3 separate regions of the Mus musculus genome follow, and regions 1 and 2 are each linked to region 3. The links are chromatin contacts, called in public HiChIP or PLAC-seq maps. All regions are on one chromosome and are shown on one strand. Each heading gives the region's core, a stretch centred on a gene start, on an enhancer-like site or on the middle of the called end of the contact. The rest is flanking DNA. Distances are from core to core; before and after follow the strand shown. Region 1 holds the start of Zfp62 (zinc finger protein 62). Region 2 holds the start of Mgat1 (mannoside acetylglucosaminyltransferase 1). Region 3 holds the start of Mapk9 (mitogen-activated protein kinase 9).

Region 1 (4,254 bases), core at 98-2,597, 640 kb before region 3:
TCCAGATATAATTATTTTTATACTTAATTATCTAAAAGGAAAAACAAACAAACAAAAATCCAAAATCTTGGAATGTGAGCAGGCCAGCCTAATGTGATAGCCTTTAATTTAGACTATGGACTCTTCTAGAGGCCTCAAAGAAGTGCCCAAAGCTCTTCCCAGAGTTGTGCTATCCAGTAAGTGGGATCCTAGCACTCATGTGGCTATTTCAATGAAATGTAATTAGACACTTGGTCTTCAGTGGCACTGGTCACATTTGAAGCACTTGTAGCTGTGTCTCAGCTACTGTTTGGGTTGTAGAAGAATCCCCCAACAACCCCTAACTTGTCCATGTTCTTCTCCATAACTTGCTGCTTGCTGGCCTGACAAGGACCTAGGACCCTGCTCCATCTTGGGCTTCACTGTTTTCCTACTCTGCTGGACATTACCGCAGACTTTCCACTTGCCCTGACCACCTTAGAGATGCATAGACCTTAGTGCCCAAATGCAGTCGAGATACTACTACACTCAAATTGCCATTCCTTCTACATTTCCAAGTCATTAAGGTGAGTTAGGGCTTGCCTACAAAGATATAAAAAACAGGAGTAGACTGGTGCAGATTACAGGCTTTAAACTGGAGTTTTGTAGTTACGGGTGGGGGAGGGTGAGGGGGATTTTGTTAGAGGCAGAACGGGGAAGGTAGCTGTGATAGGTTATTTCTCTGCCACCACGGAAAGGAGCCAATTCAAGTTAGATTAGATTAAAGGCAGGTTTACGGAGAAGCTGCTCTCCTGTGGGCGAGTTCACTAGCTCCGAGGACTGAGGCCAGGAAAGTCCCCATGGGGGGGGGGGGGGTGCACTCAGATAAAGGAAGAGAAAAAGAGCAAGCAAGAGTGACCAAAACTTCTAGATTATATAGGGAGGAACCTCTGGGGGAAAGGGCAGCTCAGCCCCTGGGCTGGGAAGTTGAGATCAGGGTATGCCTGGTTGGGACAGATGCTGTTCCCAACATGGAGCCAGGTCTGCTTTGGTAAGTAAATATTCACCTCTGTCGCTTGTCCTCATTGGAAAACAAACACGAAGCTGCTGGTATCCGGGAGAGAGACAGTTACTTTTCTTCTGCAGTCTCCGAATAGCAGGCTTCCTGGAAATTTGAGCTTTGTTGAGGGTCTTGGCTTTGGGAGAGGAGGGTCTTTTAGAAATAAGGGGTATGGGACCCCCATATTCCGCTTTCTCCCAGGAGCCCAGCCCTCCCTCCTAAGACTCTCCCCAGCCTCGCTTGTTAACTATGAGCTCAGCTTCACAAGCAGGAAGTGAAGTATCTATTTTACCACACCACTTGATTATACCCGCCCCCAATGCACCCCGGAATTGCAATAAAAGTCCAAGACAACTAGAACCCCCTTCCTCTCCGGGCAGACCAGCCGGGATTAGGAGGCCAGCAGAGCACCCACAAACTGCGGGTCACGTGCGCGATCAGAGCCCGACCATCGAGTCAGTCCTCCAGCTTCCCAGAGCGGCCTCGGAAGTGCCCCTGCGGCTCGGGTCTTTCCGGCCAGGCAGTCCGCGCTTTTGTCCCGCCGGCGGCCGGGCTCCCGCGGTGCCGCCACAGCCAGTACGTGAGTCCCGGGCTGCCGACGCTCCCGCCTCTCCCCGGCCCGCCACGCCCTTCCCTTCTCTGCCCTCCGGTCCCGGGCGGGTCCTAGTGGGGGAGGGAGAGCGTGACTTTCCACACGCCCTGGGGAGCGTCCTCTAGGAGTGAAGGGGAAGGAAGAGCCCTGGTTCGGGCCCGGCGCGCGGGCAGGCTGCCATCGGAGCAGGCCCTGGGCCGAGGAAGGGCCAGAGTCCGCCCCGGTGTTCCTTGACTGTCATGGCCGTTTCGGGCTTAGAAAGAGGAGAATCCCGATTATTAGCGCCTAAAAATTTGCCCTGATTGCGGTTAAGTTTGTTTCTGAGACTTGGAGATGACCTGATTCGGTCACCTCTTCCCGTCATTTTGGTGGGGGAGAGGTGTTGAGAGACACTTGCGGCTCTGGAAGCAGACCGTTCTCCACTTCCTGGCCCTCTCCTAGGAGAAACTCATCTGTAGAGCAGTGGGTGCAACCGGAGGCCGCCATCTGCCCTACCCCACCCCCACCCCACCGCAAACTGAGAAAGTGTTGGCCTAGGGAAAAGCCAGCGAAGGCACTTGAACCCAAGTGATCGCTTGGGGAAGTCCTGGGGCAGCGGTGTGAAAGAAAGAAAGGTCAGGTGGAGAGAGCCGCGGCTAGTGTGTTATCTTAAGATGGTTAGTCTAGATGGCCAAGACCGTTTGTGTACGCCTGAAGCTTTTGTCTGTCTGGGGTGTGTGTGTGTGTGTGTGTGTGTGTGTGCGCTTTTGTCTGGGGTGTGTGTGTGTGTGTGTGTGTGTGTGTGTGTTTGAATACGTAATGCTCACGTGTCCAAGGCATTAAAATACAAAGATTTTTAAAAAACAAAAATTTAATGCAAAATATGAAAACAAGATTTTCTTTTACTGTTCTCAAAGGTTGTTCTGGGCCCTACCTTAAAAGGTAAACACTTTTGTTAAGATGTTGAGTAGACTTTAAGGACTTCTTCATTTAAATACTAGCAAATATATAAGTCGTTCCTCTTTTATTCAGACAGGTGGTAGCATAATAAGTCCTGCTTCTCTGTTTCTTTTACTGAATCTGTTTTACAGAACTCATACGGAAACGGGTGGGTTGTTTGTTTTACAAACATGTAGCAGATTGGCCATTTTAAAGGATGCTTTAGATAAATCTCTAGACTGCAGTTGATAATCTTTGAGTTGTTTCTAGTGTTTTTTGCCAAATGGTATTATGTGGAATGATTCTGTATTAGGATAAGGATTTTGAAATTAAGAGGGACTGAGGTTAATAAGGTATTTTTTGTTGTTTTGCATTCAGTTAAATGGGCTACACTAATTGCTTCAAGCTAATCTCTGAGTGGGCCCTTAGCTTCAGAAAAATCTCTCCACTGCCCTTCATGCTCTCTTGCTTCCCTTATTGCTGGAGTATCTAAAAGTATCTCTTTCACTACTATGAGAATATTTCATTATAAAAATCCCTCCTGTCCTTATTCCTAATTTTTAAATAATAGAAACAAATCTTGTTAACCATTTGCATATGCTTCTCATAAATTAAATGCAAAAAATGACCAAAGCACATATCGTCCTCTTTTCAGCATATCACTTAGACTCCATCCTCCATCCGCACGTTCTTCCACTGAGTGCTCTTGAGTTGCCTCTTTCATCCTCTCGTCACCAAATATGGCACCTAAGAGCTTAAGTTACAGAAGCCCTGTACCACACTTGACATATAGGATACTCCCTTATGGGAAACAGTTGAAATCTGGAAATTCAAAGTAGCTGCAGGTATATCACACCTGTTTCTTCTTGCAGCCCCACTGTAGGCGTCACTTCCCACTAAACCAAGAGTGCTCTCTTGTGAGTTGACTCAGCTTTTGAGAACTAACTCCTCGCTGTCCAGAACAGGTAGTAAAGTGAAGGTTCTTGATATCTGCTTGCACTTTTGTAGAACCTAGCAGTAGAATGTGAAAAAGTACAGAAATTGCCAGAAATGTGAGTCTTAAGTAATTTATGAGGGATAGAGACTTTCTCATGGTTGGCTTTTTCACTGATGTTACCACAGATGTTTTCACAGATGGTTAAGGTCATTCTGTCTATCAGAAACTGGCTCAAGAGATTTCCCATCTAGTTTTGAGAAATTAAAACCTTTTTGTTCTGTGTTATGGGGGACAACACATGATGGCCACCACATCCATTTTATTGATTGTACTATAACTTCATCTTGCAACTCTAGTTCTTGGTTCTCTTATCCCTTCTTAGTCTGTTCTCCAACTGATTAGTAGTGGTGGTGGCAGCAGTGCTGTCTTTAGTCCCAGGAGGTAGAGGCAGGTGGAGCTCTGTGAGTCAAGGCCAGCCAGTGCTATATAGTGACGTTTCATTCATATATATATATATATATATGAATAATATATATATATATTAAGCAAAGTAGAGGTAGTACAGTGAATTGTATGCCCAGAGTTTCAGGATTCTGATATATTTATTTATTCTTGGTTGAAGCATTTTAAAGCAAATTTCTGACACCGTTTGTTTTACTCTATTTTAGTTGTCATTAAAAGTATATATACTCCTAACATCTATAGTACCATTACATAACAGCCTATTTTAGCTTTGATTTTTTTTTTTTTTTTTTGATATTATCTAGCAGCAAGTAGGCAGACTACTGG
Region 2 (4,039 bases), core at 1,360-3,859, 600 kb before region 3:
GGCTTTAAGCCAAGGTTTCTTCAGAAATTCAGAGCATGAGTCCTTTCCAAACTGCAAACACTTTCAGGTAGCCAGGCTGGAGTTTGTGAGCAGCAATTTCCTGGAAGTTTTTACTTTTTTTTTTCTTAAGTTCCTTTTTGGTGGTAGCAGAGTAAGCAGGCAAGCATATTACCTCTTAATTCTCTGTTATCCTGTGACTAGATCTACCTGTTTTTTCCATTTGCACATAATCTGATCCCAGGCTCATCCCCAGAGTCTAGACAGGCAGCTCCCATTTCTTACTTTCTTCCCTAGTGTAAGCTCTGTAGAGCCCAAGGCCTCAGTACTGATACGTGCTTGTTGCTTAGACCAAATACTATTACCCTTGTTTAAAATTTACCCAATCCAAATTCTATGTTGTAGCCTATTTTTTTTCGGAGGCAGGGTAGCCTTTTTGCTGGGGATCATTCTGTGAGCCTTGGAATTTAAACAAAGGGCTGAAGAGATGGATGTGGTGGGGAGTTTCTGTGTTCTGACCTGCTTCCTGTCTAAGTGCCTTGGCAGGAAAGTCACTCTGACATGGCCTGGGCTGCCTCGTCTTCACCATCTTCAGGACCTACTATGTATGGATTTTATCCAGGATGGTGATTTGTGCTCCTTATATTTTGGATATCTTCAGACCAGTTTCCCAACTTTTTACACATCCAGGGAACTTGGTCATTTTTTTCTCACACTTTGGCACTGAGTGTGAAGGCTATAAGTCCCTAATTCCTTTTTATGGGAAGTAGAAAGAGGCCTAAAGTATATAAACATTGGCATTCTCTTGGCACATGCATGGGCTTGACTTTCCTGTCACAGTCTGTGCAGTCAGCTAAACTGGAAATAGTGGGCATACACACACCACACCCACACACAGTCCTCCTCCCTCCCTCATGCGTCAGCCCTTTCCTCTACGTGAGGGCAGAATTCCAGCTGCTACTGTGAAGCTTCTCCGCTGCCCCACTGTGTCCTGTCACATGGGCACAAAGCCATCTCAGCAGTCCTTCTCAAGGGCTCACCAGGGTACCAGGTTTGGAAGCTGAAATGCCTAAATCTAAAATCTGGCTATGACTTCTGACTTAACAGCTTCCATACACCCAAAGCCTCAGACTTCTCTCTGCTGAGCTCTGCAGAGATGCGGGAGAGTGTACAGAGAGGCCAAGAAAACAGGCTTGGACGGAAGGGCAGCTTCCTAGTGTCTCCTGACAACTTTGTTTTACTTCCTCACCTGCCCACAAGGGCCCTTAAGGTACTCCCACTTTCTGCATAATTCCTGGTGTCTGGTACGAACAAGTTAGTGAGTAACACTCAGTAAGCACAGACCTAAAAGTCCCGGTTACCTTGGGGACTCTGGAACAGTAGTGATGAAGTCTGTAGGTAGGAGGGTCTGTCTGAGGTTGAGTATATCTAGTAATCAACTGGCAGTGCCTCTGCTCCCCTCATGGGTGAAAGATCCAAGGGTGGTTGGAGCCAAGGCTTATGCAGAGGGCCAGGCACAGCAGGATGTGGGAGCCAGTGGGGGCTGTGGTACCATGGTGAGTGGACAGTAGGGATTCCCAGACATCTCTGATTCCAAAATGGTCCTGTCAGTGAGATGTGGCTTACTGTGAGTTGCTAATAATGCACGGCTCAGATCTCAGAAATAGTTTGTGCTCCGGGGCCACTGCTGACATCTAAATCAGACCCTGAAACTCCTGGTTGTCATCTTTCCTCCCCCACTCAGGCTGCTTGAGGCTCTGATTGAGGTACTTACCAAGTACTCTGTTCAGTTGGGTCCTGATGAGTCTCCCTGCCCCTCCCATGTTTCTTTTGCTTTAAAAAAATACCAAGGAATACAGATCCAGGGGTTTCCTTCCCCCTCCCATTCATTTTTAGGGTTACTCCAAAAGCCTGTGATTGATTCTTTCCTTCCTCAGGACTTAGGTTCAGTGTACAGGCCTGACTTTGGTTTCCCCGCCCATAAAGGGGCACACACACACACACACACACACACACACACACACACACAAGACAGAACTGAAACGGCGGCAGGCTGGCTCTTACCCACCTTGGGCAGCAGGTGTTTCCTCCCTATCTTCCCTTTTGAAACCGAATACTTGTTGCTTGCACACCCTCACCCCTCTCTTGCTGTTTTTTTTTTTCAACTAATAGTCTGCAACTTCCCTCGCATAGAGGAATGGTTCCCAGGTTCTTAGAATTGAGGTTGGTGAACGCTCTTCTTGCTGAGGAAACGCTTCTAACACCACCAAGTGCTGCACCCCTCAAAGTCGGTGAATCTCTAGATTCACTGGGCTGGACAAGGGACACTCTTGGGAAAAGTCTTTACTGGACAAGGCTCAGGGTGTGAGTGGGGTTGGCATCTACACAGGAGCTGCAACTGAGAGGGAAAGGGCCTCAAACAAACATCTCTGCTACCACTGCCTTTCGAAGTTGGGGGACTTGGGAAGACCCGTTGTTTAGATCTTGACCGGTGATCAGGAAGTCAGCAGTAGAGGAAGGCCCTGGAAGGAGGGGCCAGCGCGGACTCGCCCGTGGCAGGGCGGGGACCAACAGAGGGGCCTAGGGGCTGGGGAGCGCCGCCCCGCCCTCCCGGGGAAGGACCACATTGCCGGCTAGCAGGAAGGCCAACCAGACCGGACGAGGCCGCTCCAGCGCTGGGTGTTGCCGGTCCGGGGCGAGCCTGGTTCCAGGCGGGGTGAGTTGAGAGGATCCGGTGAGCTGGGCCGGGGGACGCCAGCGTCCTCAGTCCTGGGGCTTGTCCCAGGAGGACAAGGACCCCGGAGGAGAGAGGCCGCGCAGCCAGGGGAGTCGGGTCTGAGTCCCGAGTGTGCTCCAAAGCCAGGGCGGTGAGAGTGGCGGGCCCGCCCGGGGCCGCGCAGCGCGCAGTCTCCCCCACGCGGGGAAGTGGGAACTTAACGCACAGCTACAGGATTCCTGGCCTTCAGCTGCTAGAGGGAGGGTGGCTTCTCCAGGAGGAGCTGTTGTGAAACTCGGCAGGAGGGCACCTTGGGTGCGGGGCAGGGCAGGGCAGGGCAGGGGAGAGATGGGGTCGCCCTGAAGAAGTGGGAGACTGGAGTGGAAAGTGGACTTTATGCAAGCCTCACCCCAGCGTCCAGGCTTCATAAGTTACTAGGGCTGGCTTTTGCTCAGCCACAAGGAAAATTTGACTCAATGTTGAAATATGTGATTTGGCAAGAAAACTTTTTTTCCTAGCCTCCTTTCTAGTATGTTTGGAACAGGGGGCTCCCAAGAGGTGCAGAGCCCCCCCATTGTTCAAAATGTGGTTCAGAGGGACTGTGGCCCACCCATTCGAGTCTCCATGGAAGAGTGGCCTTCTGGTGAAGCTTCTTTTTCTTTAACCTTGGCTACTGTAAGGCTCTCGTGCTTGAGAATATTGCTGGCCAGCTTGATTGCCTGTCATTAGTACTATTTAGACTAGAGCGTCCTTGATTCTGGGGTCTTCCCGTTTCCAGTCACTAGTCCTTGACTTTTTAGCATGGAGATCACCAGTAATGGCAACATTACATCCCACTTCTGTTTCTCAGAAGGCTGTATTACAGTGTGTTCAAACTCCATGTCATTGCAACAGGTTAAACTCACTTTCTGCTTCGGACGTCAAGGTATTGCCATTCTAATCCAGACATCAAGGGCGGTGGAGAAGACAAAAGTCGGTTGTCTGTTTACAGAAGAGGAACTGAGGCAGTGGTTCTTCAGGTAACGGCTTCAGGGCTGTCTGTCTGGTGCCAGGCTATAGCAGCATTGTGTTTCCCTTTGACCTGTTCCCAGGTGAATAGCCTGTATCCCTCCTAGGTCTTACCCTCTATACTCTTGAATTATTTAGCATATCTACTCGGACTTCTTTTCAGTTCTTCTTCCCCTCTGAAATTATGGAGCCTGGTACATCATACAGAGTCTAACAAGAAAGTAATTCACTTAGAGAGCCGTTATCTGTGATGGACACTATGTGCTCTGTACTTGTTTAAGCTGTGCTTGCTATCATACTGGCAAAGCAGAAACAGGA
Region 3 (4,541 bases), core at 945-3,444:
ACTTCCTTCTGCCAAAAGTTCTTCCACTGTTCCTCCCAGCCCGGCCACTGTGACCAGGCGTCAGTGTCCATGTATGGAGCCCACGACACAACACACTGTTGGCGGGATCTTTGCACTTAGAGGCTTCGCCCAGGATTCTGTGCACTCATTCAAAGCACGGACTCCCGCCATTCCACCCCACCCTGTCATTTCACCTCAGTATGTTCACCATTATTTTGAAAAAAAAAAGAACAAAGAGCAGCGTCTGTAGAAAAAAACAGAATCTGAATGGGAAACTTACTGGGTAAACATACCCATGATGATTTGTGGTTACTTACTTTGCATTGAGTTGGCTATAACACCAGTCTTGGATGTCTAGGGATTCTAATCTGAGGGGAAGCACTCATTAGTGTTCTTCAGGGAAACTGCAACAATGGTAGCCAGGCTGTGCTGGTTTTTAATAATGCCAACTGCTGGCTCTGTTTTCTTTGGAGCTTCTAAAGCAGTGACGGGAAGAGCCGAGGTGAGGACAGGTGTGGACAGAAGCTCACAAAAAGAACCTTTCTCAAAGCAGCACACTCAGGAACTAGGAGAATTTTGAGCAGGAATAAACCATACTCCCCCTGGTGGCCAGCATGGGGGTGGCCAAAGGAGGACTCTGCTAGTTGGGCTTGGTCAACTCGATTTAGTCCTATCTGGGAAGAGAGACTTTTAACTGAGACAATGCCTCCCTAAGATTGGTCTGTAATAAAGTTTGTGGGGACATTTTCTTCACAAATGATTGATGTGGGAGGGCCTAGCACACTGGAGGCAGTTCCATCCCTGACCTAGTGAGCTGCGTTCCCCCACTTCCTCTGCTTTGGTTCCTGCCTTGAGTTTCCTACTTCCTTTAACGATGGAGTGTGACCTCAGAGTTCTAATCCAAAATAAACCCTCTCCTCCCCGAAGTGCTTTCTGGTCATTGTGCCTTGTCACACCAATATAAAAGCAGAATAGGACAGAGACACTGTGATTGTCTGGATCCCCTTCTCGACCCTACTGCTCCTCTGAGCCTCCACCACCCTAGTTCAGTGCTTGAAACCAGAGTCACAGCTCTCTTCAAATTCTGCGGAGATTCATGGGGCCTCCTAGTCTCTTGATCTTCCTATACGCAGAGTCCTTCTCCCTGGCTCCTCCTTGGCATCTTGTGACTACAGCTCTACCACCATAGACACCACTTGTCAACTACTGTCTCCATTTTTCCAATCCCTTATTGACCAGTCCTCAGCCTAACCTGTTCGTAGCTTCCCTCAGTGTGTTCAACGTCCCTGTCTCACTTGCAGCCTCTCTATCAAAACACAGAGTAGTCAGAATCCCAAATTCTGAGTTTTCCAAACATCTGATTCACCTCAGACCTTCTGGAACCTACTTGAGAGCCAGAGGTCTGCAGAAGCGTCAACAAAAGCAGCAGTGTTAAAGACCCACTGTCTAGAAGCCCTTCAGCACTGGACGGACACCCTCCTCACCCCTCTACACCAAAGCAGAAACTTGTCTCTTATAAGAGGCCTCTTTAGGCTATACCCGTCACTGACTCATCAGGGTCATGGTCACCGTCTCCCCAACCCCCACCTTCTGGACATCTGGCCGCACCCCTGTTATGATCCCATTCAGTGTGGCATCTGCCTTAGTGAAAAACAAACCCCAAGGCCCCGCGGCTTGTCCTGGTTCTTCCTCCGGGGCCGTTGTACTCCAGGTTCCCAGGCTTCAAGTCCTTGATCATGCCCAGAACTCTTGTCTAACCCGGCTGTCTTTAGTCCTTTTCCAAGTCGCCTCTCCATTTGCACCTGCTACAACCGAGGCCTGACAATGGCTCCTACACTGTAGTCGCAAAGTCACGCCTCGCCCCTCCCCGGCTCTGGCTCCCCTTGGCCCACCCTCTCCGGCGCATGCGGGTCTCCTGGCCCTGGAGGGCGGGCTCAGGAGACGGTCCTAGCTTGACCTGGATCCCTAACTCTGTGCACACTGGCGGACGCTCTTCCAGCAAGCAGACGGTCAGACGGCGAGCCGCCTAGGGGGCGCCACTCTGCACTAGGGCATCCAGAGCGCGCCACTGGCCCCGCCCACACCCAGCCTCCAGCCACGCCCGTACTGCCCAGCCTTGCCCACCCCCAGTCTCAATTGGTCCCGCCTGTCTGGATATCCTAGTTCTGATTGGCTGGCCTAAGAATCCGTCAGACTGAGCGCCGCGGCGGCGGCGGCGGCGGTGGCAGCAGCGGAGCAGAAGGGAACCGGACCGGAAGGGTCGCAGCGCCCCGCGCCCCTCACACCCACTGCGACGGCGACGGGGCGGAGCAGAGCGGGGCGGGGCGACCGGGTCCAGGTCGTGGAGCTGGGTGCCGCCAGAACGCATCGCCGCCAGCGTGCCCTCCCTCTGCCTCCGGCGCGGCGGCGCGGAGCCGAGGTGAGCCGGGCGGGCGGCTAGGCCTGGCGGGGCTGCTCGGGCCACGCAGGGCCTGGGGTGCGGGGCTCAGGGGGTGGACTGCTCGGTACTGCCCGGCTATCCACGGTTCCGCGGTCGTTCTCTCCCGCCTGGTGTGTGCAGCCCCAGGGCTGCAGGCCGGCTGTCTGGCCGGGCCCCAGCAGACCTGCCCGCAGGGATCTGTGGGCGCCTTTCCTCCAGCTGTGAGGCACGTCGCTGCACCCCGCTGCATGCCCTGGAGCCTGAGCTCTGGTCCCCGCGACCTTGGCGGTGACTGCGACCCTCACTGGCCCTCTGCTTTCCCCTCGGGAGTAATGGTAGAATGTCTAGGGTTTGGTCGGGGTTGTTAACGGGCAGTGTAACTGTCTCAAAGCGTTAGGGCAGAGAAGCCTAAGGCGCACATTTGAGAGCATCTGAGTGGGTAAATAAATGCTCCCTTGCTGATGTGAGTGTCGTAGGAACTCCCCCTCATCCGCTTAGAGTCCTCCCCCACTTCTGCCCCCCCTCCCGAGCCTTGTCATTCATCTTCAGTGCCCAGCAAAGCCAGAGTGGGCCCTGCCCACCTCCTCCGCCACTCCTTCCCCTCTTAACAGAAGCAGATCTCTGCTCTCCTATCCTAAGCTCACCTGCCTTGGGCATGCCAAAATCATTTATTTACCTCAGGACCTTTGCACTTCGATTTCTCTATGTTCAGAGTTGTCTATAAGATTTTTACCCAGCTGTCTTCTCTCACATCGCTTCCTCCTGTGGTTCAGTGTCTTGTTATAGGCGAGGCCTACCTAGCTTGACCACCCTTTTCCCTCGCTTAGTCATTCTCGCTCATCAGTTTCTTTAATTTTCCATCCAGTACCTACTCTGGATTGATGCTATCTGATTTATTGCCCCGTCCTTTTTGTATAGCATGGTGAGTACAGGTAGTTGTTTCATCTGTAAAGTCAGATCAGTGAATGAACAGTAAGACCATCCCTGCCTATTATTATCTCTGCTTTGTCCATTTTGTTGGTGACTTTAACTTGTGAAACTTGTAAGCAAACAGACGCTGATTCTCACTTTGTGAAATATTTTCATGTTTTTAATCTCTTTCTAGTAGCTGTCAGAACAATTTGTGATAAAAAAAATACGTTTTGGTAAGAGTTTTGCTCTGGCTTCCTTCCACACATTCAGGAGTTATCTACTGGATTCTGTATTATCTAGGTCATGCTTTCTGCTGGGCTCTGGGGACACAAAGGAGATAGCAACAGGGTACCGTCCCCCAGAGAGTCCAGGAGCCCCATAGAGCAGACTGGCATGCACACAGTTCTAGGACAGGATATGACACCAGCTATAGTGAAGGGTCTGTGCCCTAGAAATGGAGGGTGTGGGGTGGGGGTGCTGGAGGGCCTTGAGCAGGGACAGACAGAAAGTGAAAGGGCAAGATCAACAAGGAACTCTGCTCAGTCTGGAGCCAAGAATCAGCCCTCCAGGGCAAGTGTGGGGCTTTATGGGGTGCTGGAGACCCCAGAGCTCCAGAACTTGGTTCAGCAATTTTTGTAAAAGCCAGGATTCCAAGTTTGTATCTGGACTCTGATATGTCAGTGTTGGCAATAGCTAATTAAAACTAGCTATTTGGTGCCAAGCCAAAATGCGGACCTCATGCAGCACTGCTAACCTCCTGAGCAGGCAGTGTGGGAGGGAGAAGCATGGAGGAGCAGGAACTGTAGCCTGAGGCCAGAGGAGCTAGGCCCTGTTCCCCAGATACCAGCCAGGCACTCATTTGAGTGTGGCTGGCACACTGGGTTCCACAGAGGAAGAAACGGAGGCTCAGTGCTTCAGCAGTTTGCTTCAGCGCAGGCAGCCAGTGAGAACTCGAACCCAGATTGCCCTCAATCTAAGGTTCTCAGCTCTATTTGTGTTTGGTTTTCGATTTGTTCTGGAAGAACAATAGCCAATCTATAAATGTTTCTCTCCTCCCTTTCAGAAGAGTCCTGCATAGTTAAAAATAATTGTCGTTTTTGGGGCATAATCTCTGGAGAGCTTTGGTTTTCCTGAGGTTTTAATTTGCAGGGTCTCGGGACTTTATAATTACTTGTTAACGGATACTTTGCTGTGTCCTTTATGAATGGTC

The links. HiChIP or PLAC-seq counts read pairs in DNA pulled down with a chosen protein or histone mark.
Region 1: an H3K27ac HiChIP or PLAC-seq map of cardiomyocytes shows a contact between it and region 3, with 4 times the contacts expected there. The contact joins the promoter of Zfp62 here to the promoter of Mapk9 in region 3. A contact is called at or near these places in 12 of 39 promoter capture datasets (the 3T3-L1 cell line, 3T3-L1-derived adipocytes, the C10 cell line and 8 more), 3 of 484 Hi-C or Micro-C datasets (CD4 T cells, the N1E-115 cell line and embryonic stem cells) and 7 of 115 datasets of contacts at active chromatin or transcription factors (the 230-238 cell line, astrocytes, bone marrow-derived macrophages and 3 more).
Region 2: a contact with region 3 is called in an H3K27ac HiChIP or PLAC-seq map of extraembryonic endoderm stem cells, with 5 times the contacts expected there. The contact joins the promoter of Mgat1 here to the promoter of Mapk9 in region 3. A contact is called at or near these places in 8 of 39 promoter capture datasets (the 3T3-L1 cell line, 3T3-L1-derived adipocytes, embryonic stem cells and 4 more), 5 of 484 Hi-C or Micro-C datasets (embryonic stem cells, myocytes and reprogramming fibroblasts), 4 of 115 datasets of contacts at active chromatin or transcription factors (astrocytes, embryonic stem cells, epiblast stem cells and 1 more) and 1 of 9 other capture datasets (adipose tissue).

Annotation. Positions count from the first base shown.
Region 1 is chr11:49,201,945-49,206,198 of GRCm38.p6, forward strand. It overlaps Zfp62 (zinc finger protein 62), which reads left to right and starts at 1,348. Exons shown (of 4, transcript NM_009562.3): 1 at 1,348-1,594.
Region 2 is chr11:49,247,943-49,251,981 of GRCm38.p6, forward strand. It overlaps Mgat1 (mannoside acetylglucosaminyltransferase 1), which reads left to right and starts at 2,610. Exons shown (of 3, transcript NM_001110150.1): 1 at 2,610-2,713; 2 at 3,608-3,732.
Region 3 is chr11:49,844,557-49,849,097 of GRCm38.p6, forward strand. It overlaps Mapk9 (mitogen-activated protein kinase 9), which reads left to right and starts at 2,195. Exons shown (of 12, transcript NM_207692.2): 1 at 2,195-2,419. Gm36507 (a long non-coding RNA gene) reads right to left here and starts at 1,741. Exons shown (of 4, transcript XR_003949545.1): 1 at 1,659-1,741.